2 separate regions of the Mus musculus genome follow, and region 2 is linked to region 1. The links are chromatin contacts, called in public HiChIP or PLAC-seq maps. All regions are on one chromosome and are shown on one strand. Each heading gives the region's core, a stretch centred on a gene start, on an enhancer-like site or on the middle of the called end of the contact. The rest is flanking DNA. Distances are from core to core; before and after follow the strand shown. Region 1 overlaps Setd7 (SET domain containing (lysine methyltransferase) 7). Region 2 overlaps Maml3 (mastermind like transcriptional coactivator 3).

Region 1 (4,729 bases), core at 1,457-3,956:
GCCAAGTGGGTGCTGGGAATAGAACCCAGGACCTCAGCAAGAGCAGTCAGCAATCTTAACCTCTGAGCCATCTCTCTAGCCATTACAGGAGTTTGGGGTTTGCTTTGTTTTGTTTTTGAGACAGTTTCTCTTTGTCCCCGGTTGACCTGGAACTTCCTCTGTAGACCAGGCTGGCCTCAAACTCAGAGATCCACCTGCCTTGGTCTCCCCAGTGCTGGGGTTAAAGGCGTGCATGCGCCACCACTGCCCGGCTCCATTGCGGCATTTTAAGTGGGATCTAGTGGTGCGCTTTGACTCTATTCATCTTGCAGCTCTAGAGTTCAGACTTTGGGGCTGGTAAATGGCAGCTAAGTGTTCTCAAGTGGGGCTGCAGCCCTAGCCGCGATACACATTTAAAACTACCCATGAGGCAGAGCTGTAAGTCACCTGGTTTGATTCTCAAATTCCAGCAACTACTGAGTCATGGTCTGGGTCACGTTGTCCTTGAGAACGTGTGGTCCAGGTTAAAGATGGATCTTCCCACCTCTATAGATCCGGATTAACGGCGGTGCCTCCCACGGCAAATGATTTAATTAAGAAAACAGATCCCTCACAGGTGTGCGGAGCCACTTGGATTTTGGTTGGTTACAGATGTAGTAAAGTTTTACAACCAAGGAGGCCCATCACACTATCCCTTGTATTCCTCTGCCTGCTTCTCTGACAGGCTGTTTCCCAGGCTCCTGTGTATCTGGTGTCTGAGTTTGTTTAAGCCCAAGAGGCTGCTTACCACAGATGCATTGTGGGGCCTGGGGAGAACGTGATACCTAAATTCCTCTGGGCTCCCTGCTTAGCTTCGCGGCTCTCCTGCCTCCCGTGTAACCAAGTTGCCCACTTGAAAGTTCCACTTTTGACATCCTTAAGTGGTCTGATCCTAGGTTGTCGCTGGCTGATTTGGGTTTTCTAACTTAAGTTTGAGGTATTCATGTAGGTTAACGTTGTATTTTAAACAACAGGAAAGGGGTCTGGTAACCATGACAACTACTGAAGGCCTGACTGGTGGGATTGCTTGTGTGGTCTTGGTGCTAAAAACAATTTGCTTTGTAGGAGTTTACTACCCCGTTCCTGGTTCCAAATCTTGTTTCTTTGTGTATGAGCCCTGGGAATTTGCCAAGGTTGACAGAAAGCCAACGGCGATTGTAGGACCGTTGCATACCTATCTTCAGGAATCATCCCCAGGTGCTGAGCCACCAGACAGAAGCCAAATGACAGTTAATGTAGCATGGAGAGCAATGTTGTCCTTAATTCTGTGAGGCTGACTTCACTCTCAGTAAAGGAGTCATGTGCTGGGCTCTGCTATAGAGTTTAAAGACTGTCTGGGATGAAGAGACCCTCAGAGAAATTTAAAAACCATTACCCAGTTTGTTCTAATCAAAAAGTCTGAAAATTCTATTTAAAAAGTGTTTTTGTTTTGTTTTTGTTTTTGTTTTTCTTAAAATTTTAGGTACCCAAGCAGGTTTTTAAGGCACTTGAATAAAGGAAACTCAACAAATAGGAATCCCAAGAGTTAAGTCTGATGGTTGTCCATTAAGACTTAAACTAAACCAGGGCTGGTAAATGCAGGTCTGTAATCTCATCCACTCAAAAACTTGAGGATTATAAGGTCCAAGCCAGGCTGGACAACTTAGTAGGACCCTGTCTCCTACTAAGTGGGAGGGTGGGGGGAGGCAAGATTCAAAAACCTAATCAAAGAGTAAATGGGCAGAGGTCGACTTAGCTATTCTAGCTGTCGTGACCAGATTGGCACGTGTGATTGATTGGGCCCTCCCATGACGAGGAACACATCTGCGTGTGCTGCCGGGCGCTGCACCTGAACTCACGTGTGGATTTGCCTTTTAGGTTCCGTGTACCACTTTGATAAATCGACTTCCTCCTGCATCTCCAGCGATGCTCTCCTTCCAGACCCTTATGAGTCTGAGAGGTAACTCTTTCCTTGTGCCTTTCACTGCCCTGTGTGTGCCCTGGTGGTGGGCACGCTCGTTCTCCTGTGGCTCTCTGCTCAGGCTGGGCTCCTGCTCAACCCCAAGCCCCTCCATAATGAGCGCTTTTCCTTGGCACATCTTCCAAGTAAGGATTTGGGTATCCTGAGGAAGACCAGTTACATGCTTATAGCGAGCCTGACCGTAGGAAGTGTCTACACTAGCAATAGCCAGTTCATCTCGTCCTAGAACGAATTCTCTAGGAAAGGTGCTGGGTCAGTCCGTCAGTCCCTTTCAAATGTCCCCTTTCTCAGGACTCTGGGTGGATGGGGAAGCAAGCACGTACAAATTAGAGAACAACTTCTGAAACCAGTTCTTTCCTTCCACCATGTGGAAGGAGTCAGGCTTGAAAGCAGGCGCTTTCACCCACAGAGCCATGTTACAGGTCCTGTCAGGGCTCCCGCTAGCCTCCTCCTTTCTAGCCTGACCTGTACTTTCAGCACAACTTCTATTCTCTGCAGCCTGACCCTTGGACCATAAAGCAACTTCCTTATTCATAAGGGAAGACAGTGTAGAAAGACAACAAATAATGGCGATCATAAAAGCTCCCCGCCTAGTCAAGTCTGGCCATTTCACGCCTAACCTATGCAGTTGGCTGCCCTTCAGCTTCTCACTCTCCAGCAGCTGGTCTACTTCTGAGTAAGGACAGTCCCCAACCCCCAGCGCATAGGTTAGCTCTTGTTTACTTTCTGCTCCCAGCTGAGAAACAAGCCTTCTCCTGGTCTGCCTGACCGAGCTGATCCCGCAGTGCCACAGGCAGGGAGAAAAATGTCCTTTTTTGACAAGAGGTTCTGGCCCAGGGCCAGGGTGCAGACTGTTTTCTGTGTTAGCCCCAAAAGACTACAGGGCCAACTGTATCTATCAAGCGAGGCTGCTGTTGTGAAATTCTGCATAGCAATACTCTCAAACCGCTTAGCTGTTTACAGGGGCGAGCATTTTGTGTTCTACGCATGGTTCGGAGGGCTGGCTTTGGTTCAGCCATTTTTTATTTGGGCTTCACCAGGCTCAGCCGGACTAGGCTGGGCTCCAGGATTCAAGTCGGGTTCAGGTCTGTTTCACATCTCTTCATTCCAAGACTCTGGCTAAAGGAAAAACAACCCCCAGGGCATATTTTTTTCCTGGAGACAGTGGAAACTGGAAGAGACTGGCAGAAACTCATCACCTCTTAACACCTGAAGCCAAGCAGCAGGGCCTTCCCCTGTGTTCTAGCAGCAGGGCCTTCCCCTGTGTTCTAACAGCAGAGTCAGCAGGGTGGGGGATATACAACCCTCCTGCGCTGAAGGGAGTGTCATGAGGTCACCTGGCAAGAGGGCGAGATGTATCATTCTGTCACAGGAAAGGAGCAGAATTGGAAGCAATAATTCAGCTTTCTAGTCCATAAAAATAAGCCAAAATTACAGATGTCCAGCCTCTAGCAGAGCCATCCATCACAGCGCATGAAGAAATGAAAGCTTTGTTGGTGGAGCATAAGTTTCTATTACATCCACTCCACAACCGAGAGTGCTTTTCTTGTAAAGCTATTCGTAGGAACCTTTTTCACCCTGAGTAACAATGTGGAAGCTTGGGGGCCTTGTGTTGTCTGATGCACAGACTCATCTCTCCCTCTGAGCCCAGCAGCAGTCAGACACAGTCTTCAGCAAACTGGGGGAGGCAACTGTGTCTCAATAAAACTTTATCAACAAAAATGAGCAGCAGTCAGATTTGACCTGTAGCTAGCTGACCGCTGCTTTAACCCCTTTGTTGGATATAGCTGATTCGTTGTCACCTTTTGTGTAAACAGCCGTCTTGGCATTTAACTAAGAAATGGTCTTTCTCTGTTATCTGGCTTTGAAAAGCTGGGGAATGCTTTCTTGTCTGGTAAGACTAAAAATCACCATTAGCTGTAAATGTTATCTTCCTCTTCAAAAAGGTATATCAGGTATGGGTAGCTTTAGGGATCTATACTAATTACTCCTTGTTAAAGAAGACTTTAAAAAAATTGTGTGTATGAGTGTTTGCATGTGTATCTGTGCACCTTGTGGGTGCACTGTTCACAGGAGCCAGAGGAGGGCATCAGATCCTTGGCACTGTGGTTACAAATAGTTATGAGATGTCATATGGGTGCTGGGAACCAAACCCAGGTGGTCTGGAAGATCAGCCATCTCCCCAGCCCTAGGGAAGATTGTTTGAGGCCTGGGGATACGGCTCCGTTAACAGAATGTGTACCTGGTAGTCTCAAAACCCTAGGTTTGATCTCTGGCACTACAGAAAATTGGACACTTGAGGTGGAAGCAGAAAGACTAGAAGTTCATCATTATCTCAGGTGGTTGTCACTGGATTCCCTGGAAGCAGAGGGAAGGGATCTCTGTGAGTTCGAGGCCAGCCTGATCTATAGAGAGAGTTCCAGGACAGCCAGGGGTACACAGAGAGAACCTGTCTCAAAATAAAATAATAATTAAGAAGGAGTTCCTGTTGTCATTGGCTCAGGAGCAAGTCTGAGGCCGCCTGAGCCAGATACTTCATCTAAAGGAGCGGGGTAGAGTTCAGTTTGAATACAGCGCTTGCAGAGATAAGAGGTGTTTCTTCCATTCCTGTTGCTAACGTATTGCATTTTACTTTCTTGACCCTCCCCCCCTGCCTTTGTTGAATAATTGCAATAATTTGTAATGGAATTTTGGTGATTGACATGAAGTGACGGGTCACGCTGAAAAGCTCACGATCTGATTTTTATTATT
Region 2 (4,729 bases), core at 1,272-3,771, 510 kb before region 1:
TATATACTGTGGCAGGGTCTCTCAGTTGAACCTAGAGCTCATCGATTTGACCAGTCTAGCTAGTCATCTTGTTCCAGGTAATCCTGCATGCTGGGATTATAGGTGGGCCACCATGCCTCCCCCACCCCCAACATTTACCCAGGTGCTGGGGATCTAATCTTTAGTTCTCAAGCTTGCCCCACAAGTTCTTTATCCACTGAACCAATTCCTCTCTCCTTCAAAACGTAAAACAAGAAAAAGTATTCTGAAGGCAGACTGACTATACAACTCCACGAAGTCTCAATTGAAGAAGCTCCTGTGTGGCGTGCGCATGCGCGCGCGTGCACGCATACACACTTTCTGGAACGTACATTGTCTTCTCAGAAGCATGGCTGATTGAGGAGGATCCAAGCTGGATTCTGGTTAGTTCAGATTTTAAGATAAGTGAGCTGTCTTGCTGTGTGACTCATTCGGTGCTGTTTTAAGCAGTTCCACAGCCTCAGAGAATAAACGGATGCCTAATCATCTCCTGCTTCCTGTCATGGTTGACGTCATTGTCACCGTCATTGTCTTCATCATGTTAAGTACCCCAAAGCACAGAAGTTGCCAGACAAAATATGTTACATAGGTATCGTCTTTGGTGTCTGGACGTCTGCTCTCTTTAAATAGATAACTCCCAAATGGGTCTAATTGAGACTCAGATATTGACTGATTGCCCCGTGGTAAGAAACAGATGGCATTACCCAGTAATCTGAAAGTCCAAATCCAATATCCCAAATGCTGAGAGTCTCCTGTGTGTAACAGGTGTCCACGGTGTGTCACTAGGTTCTGAGGCTAGACTGTGAGAGTGGACACAATCCGGAGGAGCTCCGTGCAATGACAGAGATGTGTCTTAGAGTTCCAGGAGCCAGGAAGAGCATCACCGAGCCCAGCATGCAGTTGGGGAGCTCTTGAGCAAAGCCGTGGGTTTAGCTGGGTGAAGTGGTACGAGGAATAACGGAGACTGAGCAGGGCATGGGAGATCCCTAGTGCAGCAGGAGATTGATGCAGGCAGGACTAAGCTTGGCGATACTGGAAGGGAACAGCTTTCAGATGCCACGCGGAAGGCCTTGGAACAAGTGGGGCATTAGTGTTAGCTCTCTCCTGGTGTTGGGCAAGAGACACAGAGGAGGGCTCGGGGCTGAGCTAAGGGGCTGTGCCCTCATCTCAGGGTGCTGGGAGCTGGATTTGAGAAATGTGAGTGAAATAAAATGCAAAAAGCTTTTGCTTTTAGAGATGGGAGATGAGGAGGGAATAGGAGCCCAGCCTGAAGGATTGGTGGACCATCAGTCTCTTTAGAAAGGTCTCTTTAGAAAGAACTCATGGTTTCCAGTTTGGGGTGTGCAGGTCTGTGGGGAGGCACTGAGATCCAAGACAGGCTCTTGCTATCACCCTGGATAACCCACAGTGGCAGAGTCATTGATTTTTGCTCTGTCAAGACAGGGGGAGCAGGAAATGCGTGGAGTGTGAAGTGGGAGGAGCTAAAGCTCTTCCCATGATTAAACTGAATCTGACGGAACCACCGCAGAAGGATGAACCCAAGGTCCGTACACTGTGAGGTCCTTTGAGGAAGAGGCAGGATCACAGGCGGAGGCAACTCTGAGATCCTTGGGTGTCAGCAGCCAAGCTGAAGAAAGGCTGCCCCCGTGTCGCAGTAGGAAGGGATTCATGCTGCTGATTGGACGGCTCTGTGTTCTTGGCTATCGGTGGCAGGCTGCCAAAGCTCCTCTAAGCTGTCACTCACGGCCGGGAGGGCCGGACTTGTGGAGCTTGCCTCTCCAGAAAGTCTTTTTGGCCTTGAGACAAAAGAAAAAGAGCAGCTTATCGCACACTTCAGGATCCAGAGAGCCAGGAATTAATGAGCTAAGACACTGACCGAGGAAGTGGGAGAAAGCAAGGAAGGAGAGGTTCAAATGGTGGTTCTGCTTAGACGATAATGATGGTGATGACGATGATTATAAATCCTTGCAAACAGACATGAAAAGGAGGAGAAAGTTAGACTCTCGGGATCCTTAGGAGCTTCATTTGGGGCCACCATTATCTGAGGAGCCAGTCTCTGTGCTCAGTTGTCCCCAGTGACAGAAAAGAGAAAGAAATCTAAGAGTTCCAGATTTATAGATTTTCTTAATAATAAGGATGACGGTAGATGAGGGAAGGACAAATGGGAGTCTGTGGCCAGCGTGGGCAGGCTGCCTCCTTGTTTTATTTTACTGGTGATTTTCCTTTGCTTTGCACAGATCAGATTTCCCGCTCTGGTATTCAACAAGGAGCACATAGCCCGAGGATAGCAATTAGCTCTCTCTGAGCCCACTCTCCTTTGCACAGCTCTCGCTGACGTGTGCAATTACTAGCACCCCGGCAGCTCTTTTCAGATCTCGGCTGTGCACAGTGGGAAGTCAGGCCCACCATCCCAGAGTCCTCTGCCCAGACTCCTCCTCACCTGGTGCACAGGGACCTTGCCTGCAAATAGAACTGACGTGCCGGGACGTCATCGGGCCTGGCAGAGCTCATTGGCAGAGAAGTTCAGAGTTTTATTTTCAACCTAGAGACAGGCGGAGATAGATCCAGCTAGAACAGGTCTCTTCCGGCTTAGGCCCTCCTCCTGTGGTTGCTGGAGTTGTGGAGGATGGAATGTCAGAGGGAGCGTGCTTCTTATAGCCTCCTGGCTCACAGACTGAAGTTGGCTCCCTACCCCTCCGGCTGGTCCGTCGTCACAGTAGTCCTACGGTGTCCTGCGGGAGCTGCCTTCCCACAGCTTTCTTCTCTGCTTCTTTTCTTTCTCTACCTTGTGTGGTCAGGGTGTGTGTGTGTGTGTGTGTGTGTGTGTATGTGTGTATTCCTCAGGTAGATCCACTTCCAAATGAAGACCCCCCCCCCACCCCCAGCTAAGTTAATTCACTTCAGCTATAAAGTTGCCTGGGTAGACAGGAATGGCTTAAAACTTTAGGAATAAAAACTATAATACAGTGCAGGAAATGTTGCCTTTGTGTGGGAGGCAGAGAAAACCAAACCCTAAGAGGCTGAGATCCACTTCCATTCACCCTTCAAGGGAGGGCATCTTTGCCAAACCTGACTCTCCACAGGAGGATTCATAAATGGTGGTTGTTGTTGTTGTTTTCTTTTCTGGTTCATCTCATACCTGGCTGTGCCTTTAAGGAATGTTTTGGGGGGAGGACAGGGCACGCTTTGAGACCTCCTTCTTATGTATCCCAGACTGGCCTGTAACTCAGGATCCTCCAGCCTCAGTCAGCCTAGTGAGGGGATCGAGGTGGCACTGTGCCAAGCCTACATGTCTTCTTTTAAAAGGCAGAGACTTGCTACCGACCTAAAATCCAAGAGACCACAAAAGCAAGCTCTGGTGTGCCCACTCAGGGCTAGCTGAGGAGGCTCCCAAGTTCCCAGGGATTTTAGGGCGGAACTAGCAAAGGGTTAAGTGCCCCTCCCCCAACCCCCATCCCGCCACTACCTGACTCCACCCCCCCCCCCTCGTTGCTTGAAAGAGCAGTGTGGCCTAAAATGAGGGTTCTCTGCTTTGGCTTCTGTCTCTCTTGCTTGTCCTGACTTAGTAATCGTTCATTGTGACCGGCTTCTGTACATTACCTTGCCTCCTGTCCACAATCGCTCCACAGCTAAATTTCTGTTGCTTTTTAATTATCGCCATCATTATTTGGAACCGACGCGATGTTTTAAGCGAGATGTTTCGTCTTCTCGGTTGCCCCAGTGAAGAGGCCCGAAAAGGACCACAGCCCAGCCGGAGTGGGCCTCCCCTTCGAGGAAGCCCCTCGGCCACTCCCACCCTGGTGGGTTGTTTGTGTCTCACCCCATCAGCCACTAGGTCTTAGTAGGCTCCTGTCCCCCAAGGGGGTTTCTCTTGTGCTGTATTCCTGGGCCTGGCCTCTGATTCCACACATTGAAACGCAAATGACAGCAGTAATTGGCTGAGAGATAAACCTCAAGGAGCGTGTGAGCCGGGCTGCGGGGAGTTAAGTGGCTAAGTGACAATTACCGTGCCGCAGCCTTGGGATCAGCAGCAGCCGGGCCGTTCTCGTACAGGGTTTTAAAGGAGCAATATCACATTAATTGGAGGCAGGCTTCTGGGTTAACAGGCCTTACCCGGCCTCCCAGCTTATTTTATTCTACTTTAGGGATGAGAGTGAGTGGGTGGAGAAAGGCAAGTTTGCCTAGTCTCTCCTCCCAGCTCCAGGCTCCATTCCCCTCTTGCCCCCAGGAGAGTTTGAGAGATTTGTGTCCTTGACTCTGGTAGGCAGATCAGATCTTTGGTTTCATTTGGAGATATAAAAGCTGTAAAAGTTGCTTTGCAGTAGGAGGTGACTGTGATAACTGTCAGTCATAAGGGTTTGGTGACCACAAAGGACCTCGACTCAGCCAGACCTGCCATCTTTCCCACCAGGCAGGCAATTAACCCTCTGATTTTTTTTTTTCCTTTTTCTTCTTTTCTATTAAGTTTCTATTCCAAAACTGAGTTTCCCGGTCAGATATAGCAATAAGCAGCAGAGGCGACACCTCCCTGCGGCTTGTAGCCCTTTCCAGTCAGAGTGAGAGAAATCAATAAAACTATGAATTCTCTCTTGCTTACTCAGTAGAAACCCTTACTGCAGAGAAAGGCGGGGTCCTTGTAGGGAGAGGAATCCAGTCTAGAATGAGCTGGGCTAGGCCTTCCTGCTCTTCTCAGAAAGGCCACTAAACCCTA

What was found. HiChIP or PLAC-seq counts read pairs in DNA pulled down with a chosen protein or histone mark.
Region 2: an H3K27ac HiChIP or PLAC-seq map of stem cell-derived neural progenitor cells shows a contact between it and region 1, with 6 times the contacts expected there. The contact joins two enhancer-like sites. A contact is called at or near these places in 3 of 115 datasets of contacts at active chromatin or transcription factors (astrocytes, pancreatic cancer cells and stem cell-derived neural progenitor cells) and 1 of 9 other capture datasets (embryonic stem cells).

What each region holds. Positions count from the first base shown.
Region 1 is chr3:51,530,203-51,534,931 of GRCm38.p6, reverse strand. It overlaps Setd7 (SET domain containing (lysine methyltransferase) 7), which reads left to right. Exons shown (of 8, transcript NM_080793.5): 5 at 1,876-1,957. Among named protein-coding and RNA genes, the nearest start is that of Gm36008, 22 kb to the right of the region's middle. Within about 2 kb of position 2,706, at least 94 of the 459 cell types and tissues checked have an H3K27ac peak or open chromatin away from gene starts, as enhancers often do. A contact at or near this core is called in astrocytes and stem cell-derived neural progenitor cells, where this site is marked.
Region 2 is chr3:52,044,058-52,048,786 of GRCm38.p6, reverse strand. The region is part of intron 1 of Maml3 (mastermind like transcriptional coactivator 3); the gene reads left to right. Among named protein-coding and RNA genes, the nearest start is that of Maml3, 59 kb to the left of the region's middle. Within about 2 kb of position 2,521, at least 377 of the 459 cell types and tissues checked have an H3K27ac peak or open chromatin away from gene starts, as enhancers often do. A contact at or near this core is called in astrocytes and stem cell-derived neural progenitor cells, where this site is marked.